Regions from separate parts of the Arachis hypogaea genome. Here region 2 is linked to region 1. Evidence: chromatin contacts called from public Hi-C data. All regions are on one chromosome and are shown on one strand. Each heading gives the region's core, a stretch centred on a gene start, on an enhancer-like site or on the middle of the called end of the contact. The rest is flanking DNA. Distances are from core to core; before and after follow the strand shown. Region 1 overlaps LOC112706109. Region 2 holds the start of LOC112706110 (oxysterol-binding protein-related protein 1C).

Region 1 (7,229 bases), core at 3,479-5,978:
CATTGGTGCTATACCACTAATTAAGATTCCACAAAATACTGCTGAGCAACCACTATGCACAGTTTATAAATGAAATGAACATTTCAAATTTGCTATTGCATGACATGTCTGTGATACCAATTTTGAAATTCAAAATAATTTTATATTTGTGGCGACAGCTTTGACCTTTCCAAAGGACTTGTCAGAAGGAAACTTAACTTGACTAAAGAAGAAGATTCCTTGATGCATTCACAAGCCAACAACAGCAATAACACACTTTGTATATATAATTGTTTTATTTTTTATTATTATTAAGGTCTTGGGGCCTTCGGGGTGGCTTTTCTAGCTAAATAATTTTCACATATTATCACATTTTGTTTCATAATATATCATCAGTGAATTTCTTTCAAATTTGTTAGGCGCCTGCTTTGCTATATATAATTATATATTGATAGGTCTTTTTGCTTTAACCAATCATTTGCAAGGAGTTAGATGGTCCTTGGCCAGCAATAATAAAATTATCTGAATTTTTTTCTTTTTATTTTAAATAATGTCTATGTGATTCATTGTTGTGCTCATTAATCACCTTTGCTTCCTACTAAAGTGTATGCTTGAATTAGATGCTTAATCAATCAGATTTTGTTGACTGTCTGTCATCCATCTACCACCCCATCATGACCAAGGTGTCATATTCTGTAATTTCGAGGTTATGTCGCTTTTTCAAATGGACTCATCTTGGGTCATTATGACATATTAGATTTTGCTTCAAACATGCATTGCATTAGTCTTTCAATAATAAGTTATATATTGGAATGGATCTTCTAATGGTTGTTACCCAAATCCATGAAAAATATTCAATTCATATATATATGAATGAAAGTAATTCTCTAGGACCAAAAAGTCTTTTTAGTAGTGGCGAAAAAACATGATTCAACATTTGCAGAGTAAAAGTTTGTCACTCAACAAAATTGCTTTTGGCTCAGAAAATTTTTTGGATATCTATGTCTTTATATTACACGATTTTAACATACATTTTAGTAAAACATCATTTTTACCATCATTTAAAAAAATAAAAAGTGCACATATCACATATGCATTCAGCATTTCCCTCTCTATATGGTGGGGAGTGACATGTTCTATGGTCGAGGAGTACTTGCTCTTTCTCTTTCAGGACATGTGTCTCTCCATTTGTTTGTATTTCCTGAAGGTTACGTAAGATATCACACCACTCACCCCAACACATGGACACTCTTTCTTACCATTTCAACAAAATTCCTAATCAATATGTTAGATGATGCCACTATAAGCATGAACTCTAATGTAACATCCAATGTCCCCATCATATAGTATAATTATAGAGGTTTAGTCGTTCTCAAAAAGGATGGCAAAAAGAGTCTAGTGATAGGACCTCAAAGAAACTGCATTTATTTTTTACTCCCTCCTTTTTGAGAATTTGATATTGCCAGCATGCCCTATGGACAAAGCTGTATCTTCTTCCGCTAAATTTGGGTTTTCTTTTTCAACTTTTAGGTGAAATGGGGCATTACTCTCCATATGAGACAATTTTTGCACACCGTTTTTCTCCCGTGCTAAACTAATAAATTTTCACTCATCCTGTTTAAGTAATTGTCGCAAACTCGAATATCATTTTGTACATACAGCAATCTAATGGTAATAAAAAAATATATATTTAATTCAAACTAATTGAGTGATAAATCTCTTCTGATAATATTTTCATAAAACACACTTCTTTATACGTTTAATTGATTTACTTTTTATCTATCAGAGTGAAGTTAATTTAATGGTATACTCAATTCAATAATAAAAATAATAAAAATAAAAATAATAAATGCATATTTTGTGAATTGCAAGTGTCGAGTGGTTAGCTCACACGTCCGCATAAGCAAGTATCGGGGTTTGAATCCCACCTTGTGCATGCAGCAACTCATTGGTCAGTGGCAGACCCTTAAATGGAACTCAAATCCGCGACGGATTAGTTCTTAACCTGTTGGGTTGAGAAATACCGTGAGAAATCAAAAAAAATTTAAAAAAATAAATACATATTTTGTGAACTGCAATTGGCTATTGCTACTAGCTCTATTATTTGTCATCACTTCTCGAGCCACCCTCCCTCCCCACACCCACAAATGGAGTTCTTTAGGCATTGGTTATGGAAAACATAGCTGGTAACACTAAATTTGGTACATGTCGCTATCAGACATAACATCTGTAATATTCTGAACATGTTTATGACAATTACTATTAATATTAATTAACAATTAATAATGAATGTAGTAGGTCCTAATAACTTAATTAGTCTAGCTGTCTAAAGTACCATTTGGTTTCTTGGCATTATTATTAAGAGGGTCTGGGATCAGAAATCAGATAACTTTTAACTGTAAATTGTGTCACTATATTACAAGAGGCTTCAGGAAATGAAGATTCTATATATGTAAATAAATTGTACCTTCAAGATGTTGTGTAAGATTATCATAAAAGGGAAATTATATGTGAAAGTGTGAAGAATGATGGTGTGCTTTCCAGGTTGGTGCTATATTCACAAGTAAAGTGTCTATGGATAGTACTATGCTGTTGATGACGTTTTCAGCAATCATCATCATCATCATGTGAGTGAATGAGTTAAGAAACAGTTGTCAAATACTCAAAGTAATTTTCCGGCTGATTTTTTTTTATATGAAAAAAATATTAGTATTTTTTTTAAAAATGAAATTATTTGGTGTAATTAGATATGGGTGGATTTTGTAGGTGAAAAGTCAACACGTGGGGGGACGTGTTGCAATACATAGAAAGCGTGTTAGACACGTGACAATATATTGGTCAACACATGGAAAATGTGTTGAAACACGTGAAAAGCGTGTTGAAACACTATGATTTAATATATTTTAAATATTAATATTCAACTAAAATACCATCTCATTTCCATATTAAAAATAATTTTTGTAATTTCACACCACTGAATTTCAAACTGCTTGCATGTTCTCATGTTTTGGAAAATTTTCTTTGATAATTAAGGCTAATAATAACGCCTAATATTTGAAGACAAGCGTTAATAAAGTTAGTGGATGTCACACTCATTTGAGTATGTTTATATTTGGAACCAAATTGAAGAGATTCATTTTTGTTGTACATATATTTAAACATGAGATGTTATATTTATGTCCATATTTTGCACCTAATAGTAATATTTGTATTTGGTTTAAAAGCTGTTGGGTAAAGTAATAAAGTATTACCCAAAAATTTATATTTCTGAGAAAAATAATATCAAAAATACGAATCATAAACAAATTTAAAAAAAAAACATATATATTCTCAAAAATAGTTTTAGATATTAAATTTTGATATAATTTTTTGTAAGTATGATTAGAAAATAATATTTTTATTCTTAAAATTTAATAATTTTGAAGTTTATACAAAATAAATTGTTTTCGTGATTTTTTTTAATGATTGAAAAAATTTAAAAAAATGAAAATGTGGTCTAGTGGTTGAATTTTTCTCTAATTTTTCGCATGCTCCTTTAAAATAAGTATTCAAATGTTCTACAAAAATGTGTAAGTCGTATGTACAAAATATATTTGCTACTAAAGAGAAAAATATTTTTTCATCACATTTTTTAATTTTTCAAAAATTTATTTGTCTCTTATATCTTTTAGAATTATTTTTGTTAGCAACATAGAGTTTTTATGTACTATTTTAGTCATTTACACAAAATTTTCTTATAATATTGACACATTGAAAAAACAAAAACTTTGCTATTTTTACTTTTTCAATACTTATCTTTCTATACACAATTTTTTTTATCTCATTTTGTTGAGAGTAAATTATAATTTTTTATCATAAAAGATTTAAGCACTACTAATTTTAACTATGAAAAATAAAAATTAACTTTATGTTTATAAAAAATTAAGTTAGTTCAATAAAACTATTCAAATAGATAGCTGATTGAATATTTTGGATATTTTGTCAAATTTACCCATCATTGATTAATATCGAATTAGTTTTATTTTTTTATGATTGAATTGTTAGTGATTTAAATTTTTACTGTCAAAATATTTTATTTGAAAATTATGCAATAATTTTTTTTTAAAAGCATACATTAATAAAAAAAATTTTATGCCATTTGAATGTTGATGCTTATGTATTTTAAAAATATGGCACTATATAAACATGAGGGAAAAAATTAAAAGTTTTCTTTTTTCATTTTGTAATCCATTCTTGATAACATTTCACATATTCCTTTTAAGACAAATTTAATATATGTATATAATATAGGAAGAGTTTTAAGTATATCAGAAATATTAATGTTTCAATTGTTTTAACCGTTGATCTAAATTATAAAATATATATATATAATATTAATTTAAAATCAATAGTTAAAATAATTAAAACATTGGTATTTTTAATACATTTAAATTTTTTTTTATAATATAAAATTATTATTATTATTATTGTGTACAAATAATAGTACGACTCTGATCTTGCATTGCACAAGGTACAATTTACACGTCTGCTTCCAATGAAAATTGGGAAGTGACGACAAATAAGAAAATGTGAAACAATTAAAGTGAAAGAAATTATTAAATAGGTTAATTAAGAAGCATCTGAGTGAAAGACAAACACAACACAAAAGAGAGAATGGGATATGTATGCCTGAGAATTCAGATCATGAGACAGGGCCTGCAGTGTATGTTATGTTATGTTATTTGTAATAAATTTGGTGAGCCATAATAATTACTTATGATTAATGGAAAAAGAAACACAAAAGAAGATTAGTCAAAGATCCTTTGCTATGATCACATGGGGGAGCAGGCCTTTGGTGGGCCTAACTTAATTACTTGTGACTTCAACACAACAATAAAACAATATTTATTTATATTTTATATGGTAAGAAAGTTGGAGTTGGAGGCCGAATAAGACACCATGCATAGTACATTCACTATTACACTTATCATTAACCTTATGTCCTTGTTTATTAAAGATGCTTTATCTTTTCTTCTTTTTTTGGTCTACAAAGATTTTCATTTGAACTACTTAATGGATGAAACTTCACATCATTTATCTATAAAATAATTCTCCACATACAAGCGTTTTTTTATACAAGTCTTTATAAGTTATAACGCGCTTTGAACTATACTACACATTCATTTTCACTGCACCTTCTTCTTTTTCTTACTGTACGTTCTTCTTCCTCTTCCTCTTCTTCTTCTTCTTTTCTTTCCTTTCTTACCTTCTCTTTTTTCTTCTTCATTTACGTGTTTTTCTCTTTATTTTCTTTTTTCGTTATTCTCGATTTCCATTATTTTTTTCTCTGCACCTTCTTCTTCTTCTTGCTGTACGTTCTTCTTCCTCTTCTTCTTCTTTTTCTTCTTCTTCTTTTTTTCTTTCGTTTCTTGCATTCTCTTTCTCCTTCTTTATTTACGTGCTTTTCTCTCTATTTTCTTTTTTCGTTATTCTCGATTTTCATTGTTTTTTGACATCAAACTCTGAAATCATTTTTGAAAAAGAAGAAGCAGCAAAAGATGAGGAGGAGAAAGAGAAAGAGTTCTGAATTATGCATAAGGTGTACTTCAACGAATTTTGGGTGTATTTCTTAAATCCTTTGGGTATAGTTTTGTAATCCTTTTGGTGTATTTATGTAATCCTTTGAGTGTATTTCTATAATTGTTTGGGTGAATTCCTGTAACCGTTTGGGTGTATTTCTGTAATCGTTTGGGTGTATTTCTGAAGTTCCATTATCTTCAAATTTGACAAGAAACTCGTTTTCATAGAGGAAGAAGAAGAAGAGTCATTCATAATGTATGGTGAGTAGTGCGCTTTGGAAACAGGAAGTGGTTGAATAACGTGCGTTTATTTATTCTTGAATGTGGAAGTGTAATGCGTGTGTTTTGTTGGACTTGTGCCAACTTGTATGACTTGTAAGCCAAAAAGACTTGTATGTGTAACAGCCCTCTTATCTTTATATGAAATTAAATAATTTAATATATTTAATTAAATTATTATTTAATAATTTATAACTATTAACTTCATGCAAAAAAATTACATGTGAATTTTTATTTAATTAAAATCATTACTTAAACATAATTAAATTTGGCTATTTTTGGTCTAAATTTGGCTCATTTAATCTTATAAAACAAAAATGTTAGCTTGTAAAGTGATCAAGAATATATTAAAATTGATGTTTAATCATCACACAAAAATTTCAAACTCCTTTTTCTATAATATATATTTTATCAGAAATATTTAATAATAAAAAAATTAACAAAAAATAACCAAATTTTATCTTATTTAATATTTATTAAATATTAAATAAAATAAATTATAATTTTTTTTCTAGCATTATAAATATTTTAGATTGTTGAGTGAGCATGAGTGTTGAACTAATTGAACCAATGAGAAAGTATTATTTAATTAATTAGAGTAGCTTTTATTAAGATCTTAAGCATGGTTTGAATATATGATTACTAAAGCTCTTTCATATATTCTCAATCTTGTACAATAGAAACACATGATTATCTTGCCATTATCGAAGTAGATATGACTAACTGAATCATTAAAGTTAAATAATCATCAAAAGAGAGTGTTCACAATCATTGATTTGATTAGCCCTTGCCAAAACAACAGTAGCCAAAAGATAAATAATAAATAAATAAATACGCATGAGAAGTGGTAATGGCTGTTTTGTCAACCCACTTTCTTTACTTTATTTCTTTCTTTCTTTAGTATATCTTCTTTGGTTTTAAACTTGTCATTCTCCCAATTAAGCAACGACAAATGAAAATGTGATAACTTTAAAGTCTAGAGTGGTGGAAATTTTGGGATGTCATTACAGTTACGTTTTTTTGTATCTCACATTATTTCTTAGTTTAAAGGATTAAAAATTCAGATTAAAATTTTATTTAAATATTTGTTATTAACTAATATATAGTATAATTAAATAATTTTTAAATATTATTTTTATTCAATTTTTAGAAAAAAAAGAATAAAAAATAAATAGTTCTTTTGATTTTGTAAGCAACTAATATGTAAAAATGAATATTTATAAATTAATTAAATAATAATAAATTTTTAAAAAAGCTGGTTAAAAGCTAAAAGTTAAAAAACAACTAACATTTCATATAAATTATTACACACACAAGTTAAAATTTAAATTTATAACACTTAATTAAACGAACGAGTTAATTAATTATTATTGACTAACCTAGTTAGACTTTTTTTTTAAATAATGCCATCTA
Region 2 (7,229 bases), core at 1,749-4,248, 69 kb after region 1:
CCCTTTTGAGAAGTAAGATAGACTCTAAAGCTAACTTAACTCAGACAACTGTGAATGAAAGGATAGTAAAAGTCATAAGAATACATATCCAAAATTCAAATACATTTATACTTGTCTAAAATGATAAGGTTTTTTTCTATTGGCACCGTTGATATGATGTTATCGGATTCTGATTCTATCACGAATTCACTATAAAATATAGATTATAGATTAGTGTCAGAACTCAGAAGTGAATGTCTTCCCATATTTGTTAATGAAGTAAATTTATTGTCACGCTTTGGTTTAGAATAATTTAAACAATAGAAAAGTAATAATTTAAAATTACTTTATTTAATATCTAAAATTATATATATAATATTTATAATTATATATTTATTTATATAATATTACTCAATTATTTTAGTAATAATTAAGAAACGTAAAATAAGTAAGTGGTAATTAAACAATAAAAAATAAAGTAATTTTAAAATTATTATAAACAATTTATTTTATTATTTTCCAATATTTTTGTTTAAGTAAAATGCAAAAAATATTGTTTAATTAAAACTTGCCTTGCATATTGGCCAACATTGACTTTTATAACCATGAACCATCATTCTATGGTAAAGTAATTAAATGAGAGAATGTTATTAGATAGTTGTGTAAAATTGTTGGTTATAAACTTATAATATCAATATATCAATATATATGTAACAATGTACCAAATTTGGTAAGAATATAAATTTATATCGGTACAATAATAAAAATATAAATAAATAAAAATATAATATGTGAATTATATTATCTATGTTAATATTTTTTTTTATAAAAATATATTATATTATTATTTATATTAATATTTTTTAATTTAATAAAAAAGACAAAAATGTTTTTTTATTTATTTTAAAAAAATATTTAAAATCTTTTATTTTTATTTTTGACAAACAATATCCTTTTAAATTTATCAAATATCAAAATTCAATTTTAATTTTGAATTTCAGATTCCAAATATTCTTTAAAAAAAATAAAAAAAAGTACCGAATGTTCTTCATCTTCTTCCCTAAGGAGAAAGGGAAAGAAGATTAACAGCAATTTTTTTTTCAGATTTGTATTTTTTTTAATTATTTGAAGTTTAATTTAAAATTCAAAAATTAAAGATAATTGATTTTGACATGTGATAAATTTAAAATGATATGATTGTCAAAGACAAACATATTGTTAATTTTCTTTTTATTAAAATAAACAGAAGGATTTTTTTATTTTTCTAATAAATTATAAAAATATTTTAATATTAATAATGATATAATATATTTAAAAAAATAAAAAATTAATGTAGATAATATAATTCACATGTTATATTTTTATGTGATCATATTTTTTATTGTATCGATATCTAAAAATTTAACATCGTACCAAAATAAAGGCTTATTTGGGTAAATTTAAAAAAAAAATCTTTTTTTTAGTTATTTTTTTAAAAGATATTTATAAAAAAGTAAAAATAATTTTATATTTGGATATTTTATGAAAATTTTTTTTATCTATCAATTATATTTAGGTATAATAATATAAAAGTATTTTTTGTTTATTTATTATATAAAAAATATATTTTTTTAAGAAAATAATTTTTTTAAAAAAAGATGTAAATTACAACTTTTTAAAAAAGATATATCTTTTTAGTGTTTTTATTTTTACTACTAAAAATTTGTCAAATACATTAAAAAATAAAAAAAATTATTAAATTTTTTTTATCAAGATAATGAAATTTATACAAACACTAAATATCACTAAAAATTAGATCTTATTAATGATAATTCTAAGAATATTTATTAAAAATAGCAAAACAAAAAGACGATTTAAATTTTTCAACAACACTAAACGTACAAGAATTTGTTTGTCAATAAAATTCTTTCATTTTTATACCTCTTTAACGAGGGGAGCTGTCAGCAATGTAAGGATTTAAAAAAGAGTCAAATATGGAAAATAAAAATATTCCTCGTTTGGTTTGCATATTATGGCTGCTAATTAATCAGGTTAGATTTGGGGTTTGGGTTCAGTTCTCTTCTTTTCTGACCATATCCTCCAAAAGTCAAATCAGCGATCCCATTCCCACTGGAGTTAAAAACGGAGCTAGTTGCGTTGAGTCGAATTTTATTTTAAATGAATTTGATTTATATTATAAAAATAGATAATTTAAATTTTGTTTTTTTTTTAACAAAAATAATCTAAGTTTAAATTTATTATTTTTTATAGGTTTTTTCAAATTCGAAGCTAATTTTCTTTTTTAAATTTTGACAAATTTACGAATCTATTTAAAAAGTTTGTTTTGTAAATTATAATTTAAAATAATAAATTTAAAAAATTTAAATTAATATTAAATATATTCTAAAATTTATAATTAATAATTTTTAAAGTATAATTTATTTATATATTATAACTATGTTTACAATTTATAATTATAAATATTTTTTAAAATAAAAAATTTTACAATTTTAACTAGTTTTAATTATTATTTTTTTATTTTATTTTATATTTAATATGAATAAATAGTTAAAAGTCTAAATTAAGAATAATTTATTTTTACAAAAAAATATTTTAACAAGTCGATCTAATAAGTTTTGTAAGTTTTTTTAAAAATTTAATTTTGATGTCATATCAACTCTCTTTTATATTAACTACATGAATAATCATTCGAAAAAATAGATATAATTGTACACTATATAAAAAACATTTATAAAAAAAATTTAAATCTAACTGTTTAATAAAATCAGCGGTATCAAGTTTAAAACGAACAACAAACTCCCCCAGAGTAGCTGACCCTAACTCCCACAATCCTAAACTGGATTTTGATTCCCCACAAAACCAGCAAGTCCTCTCCTTTCAGCAGCTTCCACATGTCCCCACAGTTACACCCCACGTGTCACGCTCTGATTGAGTGATTGATCCTGCTCTCACTTTCACCCTGCACCCTCGCCGTACACAATCATACTCCTCCCCGGCCCTTTCCCCCTCAAATTTGGGCACAGATACTATAGAGAACAAACAAACACAACAACAAGGTTCGTGCGACGAGTCAATCGTCATCATAATTCTCACCCCAACCTTCCCCCTCGTAACTATAATTACAGAAGAAGAAGAAGAACAAGAGTGGCATCTAATTCCAACCCCTTCGGTTTTCTACTTTCTTCCTTTGTTTCCTTCCACACTTCACTTTTCTTTCTCTCTCTTCCTTTTTCCTGTTACTTGTTCCACACTGCCACCTCATTGCACCGGAAAAAAAAAACCCTCTCCCCCTTCCCTGATTCCTTTCTTTCTCAAATACAACAACCAATTATCCAAATCACACCCTCTCTTTTCTAATTCTCTTAATTAATTACTATTAAGTATTAACCATAACATTCAATATTAATATTTATATTTAATTTCATAAATGAAAAATAAATGTGTATAATTATATATATTATTTATTTATTATCTATTTACTTAAAATCTTCTTCTGCTGAGTCGTAACCGTTTTTATCTCACGCGAATTCCGCCTCGGATAAAACTTCTCATATCTTCCGTATCGCGTGTGCTTTCCTCTCTGATACTGACCGCTCTCTATAGCATGAAGCATATTTCAACCTCCGCCGTTACCGGCTGCGCCGCCATCCAACTCAACGATTCCCCTTCGCACTAACGCCGCTTAAAAAAAAATCTCACGCACACATGCATCCTTTTTGCTGCGTATCCGCCGTCTCCGACCAGTCTTCTCCGGTAAAACCTACGCCCGCGGCTCACTTCGCGGACTTCACCATGCCTCCTCTCCCCTCCGCTGCCGTCAGATCCGATTCAGCCCCACGCCACAGTCATAGCCACAGTTACGGCAGCAACCACTCCGCCGGCGGTGGCAGCAGCAGCAACAACAACCACAACAACAACAACAATAATAACAACGGAGACCACGGGCGGGGGAGCCAGCAACAACAGCAGCGGGAGCAACCGCCGCCGCCGGTGGTGGTTGATGTGAAGATCAACGACCTCGTCGGAAATGGAATCTCGGGAATACTGTACAAGTGGGTGAATTATGGCAAAGGATGGAGGCCACGGTGGTTCGTGCTCCAAGACGGCGTTCTCTCCTACTATAAGATTCACGGTCCTGATAAGATCGTCGTGAATCCCGAGACCGAGAAGGGCTCCAAGGTCATCGGCGAGGAATCCATGCGCAGGATCTCTCGCAACCGCAATTCCCAATCCCAACACCACCGTCGAAAGCCCTTCGGTGAAATCCACCTCAAGGTTTTTCCGATTTTTCACTCTAGTTTGGGTTTCATACTGAATTTTCGTTCTCTCTGTTTTATTTTTATTTTTAATTATTATTTCTCTGTGTGAATTTCTTTGCGTGTAGGTTTCGACGATTCGAGAGAGCAAATCCGATGATAAGAGGTTTTCGGTGTTCACGGGAACGAAGAGGATGCACCTGAGGGCAGAGACGAGAGAGGATCGGACGGCGTGGATGGAGGCGCTGCAAGCGGTGAAGGACATGTTCCCAAGGATCTCGAACAGCGAGCTGATGGCGCCGGTGGACAATGTGAGCGTCTCGACGGAGAAGCTGAGGCAGAGGCTTCTAGAAGAACGGGTGAGTGAGGCTGCCATTCAGGATAGCGAGCAGATCATGAGGACAGAGTTTGCGGCGCTGCAGAACCAGCTTAAGCTCCTCAAGCAGAAGCAGTCAATGCTCATTGACACATTGCGCCACTTAGAGGTACACCGTCCAATCAAAAAGAGTAGAAATGCACAGCACTTGATGAATGAATGATGCCAATCGAATTTGGTGTTCTCCTTTTTCATTTAGATTTCATTTGGTTAGTATTTCCTAAAATTTGAAGGTGATAAACTCGTGTTTTGGGGGATTCAATTTTCATGCGAATCTGGTTCTTCAATTTCTATTTATCCCCTTTATTAAGTCAGGGGACGCCACAGATTTTTTTAATTTTTCCTTGGATTATACTTTTGTACGTTCATCTCTGAAAGTCAAAAGTTGTAGGCTACTTTCTAGTTTCTATAGTTCATTAGATAGATAAAGTGCCTCCGTAACCATAGACTGTAGTATAATTCTGTCAGTTTACTCCCCTTGTACTGAGTGAACACAATAAATTCCATGTCTTGTATGTATTCATCGTTGGAATCTGTAATTTCTAGTATAGATGCAAGAGGCAGGAGTTTGGTACAATTCTGTCTACAAAGTTGGCTATGATTAATTGACAGTTAACATGAAGTTTCAAAGTTCCTTCTTTTTCCTTTTATTCTTATTGGCAGGATCAAAGCAGAATTATGCCTGCATGTTCAACTAAATGCTAAATTTATATAAATTTGTCATCAGACTTATGTCTGTTGTTCTGTTGTGCTCATTTTTTTATAAGTTAAAGGCCATGCAGATGATCCACACCAATGCTAAGTTGACATCTAAATTTCAGTGTTCTTGAATAATTAGAGAAAACTTAGAAGATTAAGTCTCATTTCACCCCCAAACCTGTGTGGAAAATGTACTACTTTTTCTGGCAGACAACATCGTGCAGAACCTGTGGTGCTATCTTCCTTCATGGGTAAAAGAGCTGGCTAGGACCTATATAAGATGAATATTTTTTTATCCTTTTCTACAATTAGACCCATTAAATCCTATATTGAAGATATGAATGTAGTCATTGATGTTTAAATCCAGCATTTTCACGGGTTTCCCCTTGATTATAAAATTCTTTTGATCGACTGTGGCAAGCCTTGATCTTTTGTGTTCGAATGCAGTTTTTTTTTTTTTTGGGCATATTAAGGATTGCATTTGCTTTTTCTTCGTTTTTATTAACAAACTTCTATTTATATCATTCTATTGTAGACAGAAAAGGTCGATCTGGAAAATACAGTTGTTGATGAGAGCCAAAGACAGTGGAATGATCAAGAGACTTCCTCCACATTAAGGCAGGAAAAATCTAGTGGTAAGTTTTTGTAGAATGGCATGCTGTTAGGCATTATTGCTCCCTTTTGATTAACTGGCAAGTCTTTAGTCGTAGCTCATTTCTTATGGTCTTGTGGCCTCCTTCAGTGATAATGGTTGGAACTGAGACATTTCTGCATTAGCAGCAAGGTTAATGTTGATGTACCCTCGGTTTGAAGTTGTTGTATGATGCACGGATGTTCCCTCCTTTCCACTGCCTTTCTGAACTCTCTCTCTCTCTCTCTCTCTCTCTCTCTCTCTCTCTCTCTATATATATATATATATATATATAGTCCGATAGTTCATGATGACTCCTCATACCTGATGCTATACAGATGTTTTGACCTAAATGATCTTTCTACAACTTTGAATTTCATTTTCCTATTTTTTGATTCAGAAGGAAGTGCAAGTGAATCTGAGGATGATAACGAGAGAAATGATGCTGCAGAAGAAGAAACAGATGATGAAGACAATGCCTTTTTTGACACCCGCGATTTTCTATCGTCCAGTTCTTTCAAAAGTAATGGGTCTGATTATAGAGTATCATCTTTCTCTTCTGATGATGATGGGTTCTATGCATTCGAATCGGAGGATGATGTAGATCCAGCCATTAGATCTGTTGGAAGCAATTACCCTCATATTAAGCGGCGTAAGAAATTGCCTGATCCTGTAGAGAAAGAGAAAGGTGTGAGTCTCTGGTCAATGATTAAGGATAATATAGGGAAGGATCTAACTAAAGTTTGCCTCCCTGTTTATTTTAATGAGCCACTCTCCTCCCTGCAAAAATGTTTTGAAGAAATGGAATATTCACATCTGCTGGACCAAGCATATGAATGGGGAAGAAGGGTAAGTCCAGATTTGGCCGACAGGTCTCTACTACGATGCAAGTCTGCATTTTTTTTGCCGGCATAGAGTTTTTCTTACTGACAGTTCTTTGAATGTGGTTATGGTTGCATTCTTCTCAGGGTAATAGCCTCATGAGGATTCTCTGTGTTGCTGCTTTTGCTGTATCTGGTTATGCTTCAACTGATGGAAGAGTTTGCAAACCATTTAATCCATTACTCGGGGAAACATATGAAGCTAATTTTCCAGACAAAGGCCTTCGATTTTTCTCAGAAAAGGTCTGATCTTTCCCAACATAGTGATGTTATTGATGTACTACATATTTTCATCTCAATCAAATAAAAAGATTTCCTTAATTTTCCTCTCTGATTGACCTAACCTTACATATCTATCTCAGGTCAGTCATCACCCAATGATAGTTGCGTGTCACTGTGAGGGTACA

Evidence for each region. A called contact is a pair of places that touch in the nucleus more often than the background predicts.
Region 2: a Hi-C map of an unstated tissue shows a contact between it and region 1, with 5 times the contacts expected there. The contact joins the promoter of LOC112706110 here to the enhancer-like site in region 1. A contact is called at or near these places in 2 of 8 Hi-C or Micro-C datasets (leaf and an unstated tissue).

The regions. Positions count from the first base shown.
Region 1 is chr8:11,529,228-11,536,456 of arahy.Tifrunner.gnm2.J5K5, forward strand. LOC112706109 reads left to right here. Exons shown (of 5, transcript XR_011864531.1): 5 at 159-390. Among protein-coding and RNA genes, the nearest start is that of LOC112706109, 8.8 kb to the left of the region's middle. Within about 2 kb of position 4,729, at least 2 of the 3 cell types and tissues checked have open chromatin away from gene starts, as enhancers often do.
Region 2 is chr8:11,599,561-11,606,789 of arahy.Tifrunner.gnm2.J5K5, forward strand. It overlaps LOC112706110 (oxysterol-binding protein-related protein 1C), which reads left to right and starts at 2,999. Exons shown (of 10, transcript XM_025757239.3): 1 at 2,999-4,254; 2 at 4,364-4,720; 3 at 5,846-5,945; 4 at 6,345-6,790; 5 at 6,910-7,065; 6 at 7,185-7,229. The coding sequence starts at 3,685.